Linked DNA regions of Zea mays: region 2 is linked to region 1. The links are chromatin contacts, called in public Hi-C maps. All regions are on one chromosome and are shown on one strand. Each heading gives the region's core, a stretch centred on a gene start, on an enhancer-like site or on the middle of the called end of the contact. The rest is flanking DNA. Distances are from core to core; before and after follow the strand shown. Region 1 holds the start of LOC103626169 (pentatricopeptide repeat-containing protein At5g04780, mitochondrial). Region 2 holds the start of LOC100384033.

Region 1 (5,256 bases), core at 1,550-4,049:
GACCGTCTGAAACGATTATCTCCCGGCCCTTATCCCTTGAAATGAACTTGATGGATGAATGGCACTCCATGCACATCCTAAAATTCTTTGAGATGCGTATTGGCTGTTGACCAGATGTGGAGATAAGCCCGTAACACACTGCGATCTTCTCTGTGTGGTGGCATGACAGTGGGTCAACTTCTACATTGTAATAGGGGCCAATATCTTGAGGGGAGTACCCAGATTGCTCCATCCTGGTAGCTAAGTCTTCCCATGTACTCAAAATTGTATCAATTGCGGGATGTGACAAGTTTCCAGCCTCGAAAGGGTGCACAGTTGTACCATTGTATAACCAGCTGCATTGTCTCTCAACATGTAACCCTTGCTCTGTCATGGCATCCCTCACAGCCTTGGTGGAATCCCACAGGCCTGTGTCTGCATATATGTTCGAAAGCACCATGTAGTTTGAAGTATTATTTGGTTCAAGCTCGAAAAGAGCTTTTGCCGCCTTTTCCCCAATCTCTAGATTTGAGTACAGCTTACAAGCTTTAAGCACAGTCGACCACAGGCACGCATCCGGTTTAAGCGGCATCTTTTGGATAAGTGTTAGTGACTCCGCCAGTAGCCCGGCTGATCCCATGATATCAACCAAGCAAGTATAGTGCTTTAAAGATGGTTTTATGCCATATACATCTTCCATATTGTAGAAATAGCTCTGAGCTTCCTCCAACAGACCTTCTTGCTTACAAGCTGAAAGAAGTAAAATGAAAGTAATGTGATCCGGTTGAATACCTGACTGTTCCAGATAATTGAACAAATCTATAATATCCTTAGGCATCCTATGAAGCAAATAGCAACTCATCATTGCGTTCCATACTGCTACGTCCTTTGGAACCATGGACTTGAAGACCAACCTAGCATCCTCAATATTACCACATTTACCATACATATCTATCAAAGCACTTGCAAGAGTAGCTGGGTAACCACCAGGCCAGCATTTTATGATGTAGCTGTGCAGTTCTCTACCATATCCCAATGCCATTGTCATACCACACGACATAAGAGCTATGTGTATTGTTACCAAATTGGGATCAAAATTAGACTCGAGCATTTCAGCGAGCAGCCTCAGTGTTGCTTCTGGCTTCCTATTATGCTTGTAGGCTGCCAGCAGACTGTTCCATGTGACAACATTCTTATTCCTGATTTTCTGGAAGACATTAGCAGCAGACGTCATGTCGTCAGTCTTACCATAGAAGTCAACTAGTTTGCTTGAAACGTAGATGTTTGATGCCAAACCATTCTTTAAAGCATAGCAGTGTACTTCCTTCCCAAGACGATCTAACTTGAGGTCTGCCAATAATGAGAGGAGACCAGTAATGGTTGTGCCAGTTGGTTGAATTGGGCCACGATTATCAAGAAATGTCCAACCCTTTGCTTTTCCATCACTGGAACGCTGCATGTATCTGAAAGCTTCAAGTGCATCTGTGTAAAGGCCATGTTGATGCAAACCACAAATCAATGCATTCATTGAGACCACATTAGGCTTTAAGCCGACGTCAGCCATGCGTGAAAACAGTTCATATGTTTGTTCATTCTGACCCACTTTAGCATATGCAGCAATTAAAGTGTTATAGGTGACAATGTCAGGCTTCAATCCATCCTCCTGCATCAAGTCAAAAACATCCCAAGCTTTGTCCATCCTCCCCTCTCTGGTATATGATTGAACTAACTCATTCCACACATTGACATTCTTCTCCTGAATGGTGGAAAAGACAACTCTCGCATCATCAAATTCTCCGCACTCAGAGTACAAGCTAATCAAAGATGCTCCAACATACACATTGATCTTGATTCCACACCGCAAAACATAAGAATGCAGCTGCTTTCCAATGCCTAGTGCCTGCAAGCCAGCACAAGCAGGGAGAATACTAGCCACAGTCACCGCATCAGGCCTCTCACTCTCACACATCTCCAGAAAAACCTCCAAAGCCTCTTCATACAGTGCATTCTGCACACAGCCCGAGATGATGCAATTCCAAGAATTGACTCCCGGGTCGACACCTCTTTGCCGCATCTCGTCAAACAGATGCAGAGCAGCAACGAGGTCACCACTTCTTGCAAATCCAGACACCAGCGTGTTCCATGAGATCACGTCCGGGCGAACGCCGCTCTCTTGCATCTCTTCAAACAGGTCGAAGGCCTCTTCCAGCTCCCCAGCGTCGGCGTGCGCGCTGATGAGCGCGGTCCACGCCACGACGTCGCGGTCGGGCAGCGACGCGAACGCGGCGCGGGCGGAGGCCACGTCCCCCAGCGCCGCATACATGGCGACGATCGCGTTCCCGACAACGGGGTCCCCCGCTAGCTCGGCCCCGCCCTTGGCGGCGAGCGCATGCGCGGCGGATGCAAGGCGGGGCGCACCAAGGCCGGCGCAAGCGCGGAGCACCTGCGGGAGGAGGAACCTGTCTGGGGCGGCTCCCGCGGTGAGCATTGACGCAAACGCCTCGCACGCTGCGCCCCAGCGCCGCACGCGGACGCAGGAGCCAATCTCGCGCGCGTAGGAAGCGGCGAGGTCCCGCTCCTGCTCCCGAAAGGGCCGCGCGCGCGCGTGGCGCGGCGGCGCATGCCCCTGGGGCGTGCCGTTGAGAAGCTGGCAGTGGTACACGTAGGTCGATGGGTTATGAAGGGCAGTGCAGCGAGGCGACAAGGCGGTACGCGGGGGATGACGCGGCGACGGGGACGGCGGCGGCATGGTAGCCATGGTTTTTATGGCGTCAGTTCGGCTGAGCTCAGTGACTTTTTCATTTTCGGGTAGCGTACAGGTGAGTGTGTGGACTGTCCAGGATACTAGTTGGGCTTCATGGGCTGAGACAGTTTTGCTTTAAATGAGCCCGCAAGAGTGGCAAAATCTTATTGCGATTATCTTTTCCAGACGGTTTCAACCCCGATAGAAAGTGGACCCACGAATCAACAGAGGTGGAATTATTGATTTGTACTGATCATTTTTTCAACAAATAATGTGATTAAGTCCAAATACACTTTCAATCCTCTTTATATCTACTCCTATAAAGCAACACTGGTTTTTCATCATCGTCTCTTTTAAAAAAAAGTTCTTATACTTATTTCTATCCTAATTCACGGTCCAAACATCTCTACTAGGTTCTACCATTGTCATACATCGTCAAATAATGTGGGGTCGTTATCTTCTAGATGGGCTGTGAGAAAACACTCAAACCCAAAACGACACGAAGTCACACGCAACACAGTGCTCCTAGATAATACCATCTCGCTAGCTTAAGGAGGGCGAGTAGTCGAGCTAGCTAAGGGGCAAATCTTTTCAACTCATACCTCTCTCGACTTTTGGCTAAGATAAAATGCAGTATTTGCAGTTTAATATCTAGTATGTAGACCATATGTCCACTTTAATTTTAAATTTATTTTTTATAGAGAGGATCCACTTTAATTTTATTTTTTTTAAACAAATATGATTGGTATATCGTCGCAACACACGAGTATTGTACTAGTCCACTTTAATTCCTTTGATTTCTAGAATAATTGAATAATCCCAAATTCCTCTTAATCTCCATGGTTCTGAATAAACAGGACCTACTGAAAAAGACAACCATGCGTTATCATTGTTGTTTTTTCTTATACTTTTTTCGCGGTGAAGAGAGAGCTCTATTAGAGCAACTCGAAAAGGATGTTAAAAATTTTACCCCAAAAATTAATTATTAAGAGCTGGCTAAAAAATTTTAAGAGTGAATTATGATGGGTATTCCAACAGTTCCTTTAAATGTGACATGCAACGCAATCTATACAGTCGTCGGGAGACCGTGGATGATCTGATACGTTGAGGAATGGATTGGGGTGGGATGGAACACACCAAAATATAAGGGAGAGGAGGCTATGGATCCGGGACGCTAATTTTTTGGGAGAAGAATGAGAGAGCTGTTGGAGTAAGAAAAACCACTATTCTTGACTAATATCTGTTTTGGAGTTAGTTTACACGTTCTTTTGGAGTTGCTCTTAACTAGTCAAAGTGATGTGCAATTAATATTGATGGACCCTAAATGCGTATACCTCAACCAAACCGCAAAAACTGATAATTTGTCTAGTTAAATTTGCTAATTCATCTGTCAATTGGTACTCTCTTTACTTTTAGGCCTCGTTTGAGGACACTCAAAACCGACCGATTTTCACGGGACAAGCGGCCCACGAGCAAACACTACACGAGATCTCCATATCCGCATTTGGAGGCATATCCGCAGGTTTGCTGGCCCAGTGTACCCGTGGTTTCGATGGGCTAGGGTTCCACTCCTCTGATGGGCCGTCGTCGTAACATCTCTCACTCACCGCCCCCAGGTTGTTGTCTCTCTTGTCCTCGCCTCTGCGCTGTCACCAACTGTCGTCGTTGTCGCCACCTCTCTCGCTCATCGCCACTAGATTGCAAATGCTGAAGAAGGCGCCCTTGATGTTGGATCTTTTTTGGGCTTGGCCCATTTATTCAATAAACTCTATGGTGTGTAATGGTGGAGAACACCAATAGTACCATATTGGAAGTCCAAGGGTCTTTTGGCTTGACTTATATGGCGGGAATTATTCCACTTAATTTGAGAAGTCAAGAAATGGACAAGGGCGTGCCACACGCGCGCGCCGCCGCCGACCGGGTCGGGCTCGGGCCGGGCGTGGCGTGGCGTGGCAGGCATGCGGCGAGCGGGCGTGGTGTGGTTGTGTTAATTTTTAGCACTCATTAACCACGTGAGTTTCAACTCCGGGTTAAACCTTTCAGTTGTCTGTCTCTTCGTCAGCTGCATGCGAGACCCTTGTCCTTCAGCTGCCCGTCTCTTGGCGTGCAGCATGCGATTCAGAGTCACAGTCCAGCCGCAAGTGAGGATATTCCCATCTCGTGGCTCTGCGCGCACAGAGCAGCAAGAGGGCAGGTGCCTCTGAAGCCCTTGCCGTTCGAGACCTTGCACGGGGGATCGACAATTAGGTTTTTGGGGAGCGTCTACGCGACTGCCCAAAACATCTTCTTCCTGGCGACATGACAAGGGAAGCTGGACAAGGATCTGGATCATCAGAGCGCATGTGAGGGTATGATCAGTTTATTTCCTTACTGTTTTGCGTTCTGCAGATTATATATGTTTCGTATATTCATCTATGTTGTTTCATATGTAGCAATAATTTTATCTTATCTGTTCTGTCTTATTATAATATGTTATATATGTTTGTCTTAATTTTACAGTCATGCTGTTTATATTGCTATCTGTTTATTTTCAA
Region 2 (5,256 bases), core at 1,572-4,071, 360 kb before region 1:
TCGGAATTTCGGCAGCATAACGGCAGGAAAAAGATTATTTGGACGAACGAACGAACGATCGAACGATCGGACGAACGGACGAACGAACCATGAACGATCAGACGAACGATCAAACGATCGGACGAACGAACGAACAACTAAGAACAGGGGGACGAACGATCGAAGAACGACCGAACGATCCTTGTGCTAGTGTGTGCTTGTGTGGAACATGGAGTGGGTGTGTGTGGGGGGGGAGAGTTGCCATGAAATGGCTTGGGGTGGGATGAGAGGAGGCCCTTGCCCCTCTATTTATAGCCATGGTGGGGGGATTAGGAGGAGGGATGAGAGGATTAGTGGGAGGATGAGTGGATTAGTGGGAGATTAGCATGTATTTGTCTTATATGAGTGTAATTAGCTTGTAGAGCTCACCGTATGACACCGGAGGCATACGTATACGTATGAGCATGAAGAAAGTTATGAAGAAAATATTTGTGGGGGCTTGAAAAATGATTCTGAAGGTATTTCTTAGGAAGAAAATACTTGGAGATATATCGGTGGAATATTTGGGCAATATTTCTGGAAAGAATTTGAGGGGATCACTAGGGAAAATATCTGGACAATATTTTTGGAAGGAATTTGAGGGGGATCATTGGGGAAATATTTGTAGGATATTTGAGGAGGATTTTGGAGAGAATATAGACCACTATACTTTATTTGTTCATATCAACTCGCAAACAAACATTTTGAAACAAAATTTAAAATTCATTTTGAATTTAGAGCGAGTTTGAGAAAATTTCAGGATTTGAATTTTTGGGATGCTACAGGACTGCAGGATGTGCCTTCCATCGTTGCGCACTGCGGGGGTCCCGGGGCAAGGGGCGTGGACAGCGGTGGTGAATGGATGATGGACGACATGGTGAATGGCGCGGTCACCGGTGGGGAAGCAGATGCGTGCTGGCGAATCCCGGGCGTGGTGAATGTCGCGGTCTCCGGTGGGTAAGCCGAGGCGTGTTGTGGATGTGCCATGCCGGAACTGGTGGGGAAGGGCGCGGTCTCTGGTGGGGAAGGGCTTGGACGCGGTGGGGAAGCACGCTGCAGGGGCATGGTGAAGGGCGCTGATGGCTAATTGCTCTACCTGCGCCGCGCGTGGGGATGGGTGTGGAGGCGGGCGTAGATTGGAGGTGGTCGTCGACTGCGGCGAGGATGGCTCTCGGCGTTGAAGGCGGCCTGGGGTCGGGTGCTGATTGCTCTACCTATGCCATGCGGGCGTTGATGGGAGGCGCGGCGCAGGGATTGGGGATGAAATTCCATGGCGGGGGCTCGGGCGCGATGGTGGCGGACTTGGGGGCAGGGGCATGGTGAGGTCGGGTGGACGCCCTCCATAGAGTCATATGGTGTAGTAGAGATTCCTATCCCGTGTGGATTGGATAGAATTGAAAAAAATATGAAAGATTTTGTTTTATTTAATATTTAAATCCATTTAATTCCATCCAATCTACATGGATTGAGAGCAAAACAAATAAGCCCTAAGAAAGCCCAGGAGCTCGCTAGTATACTCGCGTGGACCTACACGCTATACGTACGGACAAGTGCTCAATACAACGTATATCGTGTAAAATACTGTTTTATATTATAAACTAAACTGTTTATAAAGTAGCATAAAACAAAATGATATAGGGAGTGAGATAGGACAACAACTAATATACAATCAGACCTTATATGCAAGCGTGCAAGCGAGCCTCTTAGTTTGTTAGATCATGATCTAACTGTAGACATGATCGTGGTTTGTTAGTGGGGTTTCCTATAAATCTACACGAGTTGGTGATAGAATGGTTTAAGTGTTAAATGTAATTCATGATTGAATCATAATCTAACGACGCTTGCATATAAGACCTGATTGCATATCAGTTGTTGCCGTGAGATAAAGGTGAAAAGCCGATGTGTAGAGATGGCAACGGGTAAAAACTCGTTCGCTATTACTTGCCCAAACTCATACCCGTGAAGAAAAAATATGGCCGCTAAAAAACTCATACCTATGACGGGTATAAAAATTTGCCAAAACCCATGCCCATGCGGGTTTTGGGTACCCAAAGGGTTTCCCATACCCACTAACATCAACACGAAAAATAATTCATCATATAAATGATAGTTAATGTATTAATAAACCCGAATAAAAGGAACAAGTGATAACTAATTTTAGCTTAAACTTTGTTACATTGAGTTTATGGCAACGACTGTTGTGCAAGCAATCTTTCTATGCAAGCGTGCAAGCAAATCATCTGATCCGTTAGATCGTGATCGAACCGTAAGTCACATTTAACACTTAAACCCTTCCACCACTAGCTTAATAATCTTTATAAAAAAACCCCTAACAAACTATGGTTATATCTGTGGTTGGATCACGATCTAACGGATCAGATGGTTTGCTTGCACGCTTGCACAGAAGGATTGCTTGCACAGCAGTCGTTGCCTGAGTTTATTTCAATTAGAACATATTCAATTAATAATATTATGAGACATATTTATAAGATATATTGATTTTAAGACGAGTTTTAAAAACACATGAGTTTGCGGGTATGGATAGTGAAAGAACAAGTCCATGCCCACGTACCCGCTGGATTTTCATTTGAACTTATTAATAAACTCATGGGTAGAGAAATTGATCTAAATTCATATTCTAATAGAGCAAAAGCCCACTGAGTTTCAGGTAGCGGGTACCCATTGCCATCTCTAAAAGATGTGCGAGAGGGCTATACATCGCACGGGCCAGACGTGGAGCAGGCCAGGGTCGAGGCCCAACTGGAGCTCCAGGAAGGCACACAGGCCGAAAGCCGCCACCGTTTCTTCATCTCCCATCTGCCGGCGCTCCATCTTCGACTCCCTCCCCGACTCGCGCTCGGCACGCAGGCGACGACGGCGGCGCTCAGGCTCGGGCTCGGGCTCTCAGCGACGGCGGGGCAGTCCCAATTTCGGCGGCGGCGTCAGCGGCTCCCCCTCCCGCCTCTTGCCAATCGCCTCGCGCCCTCGCCTCCGGTCCTCCGCACACCGGCCGGTGACCCTGCGTGCGCGCCTCCCGCTCCCCTCCCGCCTCCGGTGGACCGTTGACAGCGCCCGGCCCCGGCGGCTGCACTGCGCGCCGCGTACGGCCGGCGGGCAGCGGGAGCCAGCAGCCGCTGCTCTACCAAGGCGGCCGCACCGCTTTGGTAGCGCTTATGCCCCAACGAAGCGTTACCCGTCCGCTTAGCGCTGAAGCGTGCGCTTAGTGCCGCCTGTTGGAACCCTGATCTATAGTTGGTCTTCTTATAACTTCTCATAGTACACTTTCAGCAACACATTGGACTACAATGGAGAATATGCGTTATGCTGAGGAGCTCGTGAGGGAGTTTCTAGTTTTCAGGGGTTTCACAAGTACGCTGCAAGCGTATGAGACAGAGTTGTCTACTGAGATTGGCAGGAACTTTCAAGGAGACAAGATCGTGGATTTAGTGTTCTCAGAGTATGTACCGAAATACCAACTGGACAAGTTGCTCGGTCTGTTTGCCTTTTTCAAGCAGTGTTTCATGTCACCTGCGGACACAGAGTTGTTCTCAACCCTTGTTAAGTTGGAGCTGTCAGTATTAAGGTACTATGTTATTAATGCTTTGAAATCTGGAAGACAAGACAAAGTAATTGAATTCTTTGGTGAGAGTGGCAATTATCTGATGCAAAAGCGTGGAGATTGGCTGGCATGGTTTGGTGCGTGTTCTTGCCTTCTTTTTCCTAACTCCTTATACGTCATTCTCATGCTTTGTCAATCTCAATAACAATGTGCAGCTATTCCATATATTAAGAACCCAAGCTTGGATCCACAATTCCGTCTATATTTCTCCAAAGAGTGGCTGGACACTTTGGTTCTTTCATTTAGGAATTTTTTGAGTGGGATATTCAATGATACTCATATCCTTCCATAATATACTCTTTGTTGTATCTCTGGTGGGATGTTTCCCAACATTTTACAATATCTTCTTTCCTATTGACTGATTTATAATGTTATCCCCTTCCTAGGTGAACATCACTGCGATAGAACTCAATGTTCGTGAATGCTATTGTTTCTAACTTTCTATGATTTTTTTGATTTGACATACATAGTGTTATTTGCTGCTACACTGTTTGCCCTTAACTTTTCCACGGACCCCAGCTCTTATGAGAATTAGTAGTGAAAAGAATACCATCAAATCCCTCAAGAATGACATAAAACAACTGAATAATAAATTGGCAGAGCTACAAGCATCCTTAGAGGAGAAGGAAGATGAAATCTCTCTGTTGAGGAGGTAAATTTATTCTCATTTCTCTTGCAGGCGAAGTTACTTTTTTTTGCCTATTAATGCATGCAAATCTTTTTGACTTGGCATACGTATCCTTCCAAAAATTAACAGCTAGTTTATTAGGTTTGATTTGGTTAACTGAATTATATTCATAATAAAGTATTCTAACATTAACTTTTCTATATAGGTTTCTTTCTGCTATTAATGTTAAGCTTGGTTAGATTGTGAGTGCTAAATCTAACCTCATCACGTATACAGAAACAAACGCATGCATGCATCCTCTAAACATGCCACAACATATAAATGTAGGAACTATAATAGTGGTGGTTATGGAAACAAGAATGTAGTTGGTACTAGTACAGCTGGTTCCCCTCATGAAGAGATGTCAGAAAACTATGAAGAATCCTCGGCCTCGAGTAGCATGATACAGGGTTTTGATTCTCGGTCCTCAAGTTCAGTGAAATCTTATACAAGAGGTGGAAAATTCCATGAATCTTCTGAGATCAACCATACAGGTTGGTGCTTATCTTTTTCATGGCTATTGTATCAGTATTTACCACATGTTTGTGCTGGGAACCTAGTAAGATAGGGTTTCACTGGTTTCCATGCATTGGTATTACACTGAATTAGCGGTTATGCAGAATACCCTTAACCTTAACCTGGATAACACAATGCAAGCTGTTATTTGGTTTGCCTACATAAAGCTGTACATTGTTACACTTGTAATTTATTTCCTGCGTAAGTGGCCAGACTAGGCCTTGGGCTGTAGAGTGGGTGCGGGAGGGAGTGTGCATAGTTGAATACACAGGATGCGTTACACATGTAATTGGTTTCCTTCATAAGTGGCCAGACTAGGCCTTAAGCTGCAGAGCGGGTGTGGGAGGGAGGGTTCATAACAGGATACACAGGATTTGGCCGGTGGTGCAGGCTGAACTTGCTTTGAGGACAGTGCTAGCCTGCATATGGGATTATG

What was found. Hi-C and Micro-C count contacts between places; a contact is called where the count stands out from the background.
Region 2: a Hi-C map of endosperm shows a contact between it and region 1, with 2.4 times the contacts expected there. The contact joins the promoter of LOC100384033 here to the promoter of LOC103626169 in region 1. A contact is called at or near these places in 4 of 25 Hi-C or Micro-C datasets (bundle sheath, ear, endosperm and 1 more).

What each region holds. Positions count from the first base shown.
Region 1 is chr5:30,320,017-30,325,272 of Zm-B73-REFERENCE-NAM-5.0, reverse strand. LOC103626169 (pentatricopeptide repeat-containing protein At5g04780, mitochondrial) reads right to left here and starts at 2,799. Exons shown (of 1, transcript XM_008646563.3): 1 at 1-2,799. The coding sequence starts at 2,737. It also overlaps the pseudogene LOC111589358.
Region 2 is chr5:30,679,339-30,684,594 of Zm-B73-REFERENCE-NAM-5.0, reverse strand. LOC100384033 reads left to right here and starts at 2,821. Exons shown (of 15, transcript NM_001362240.1): 1 at 2,821-3,714; 2 at 3,793-3,915; 3 at 4,148-4,289; 4 at 4,593-4,798. The coding sequence starts at 3,324.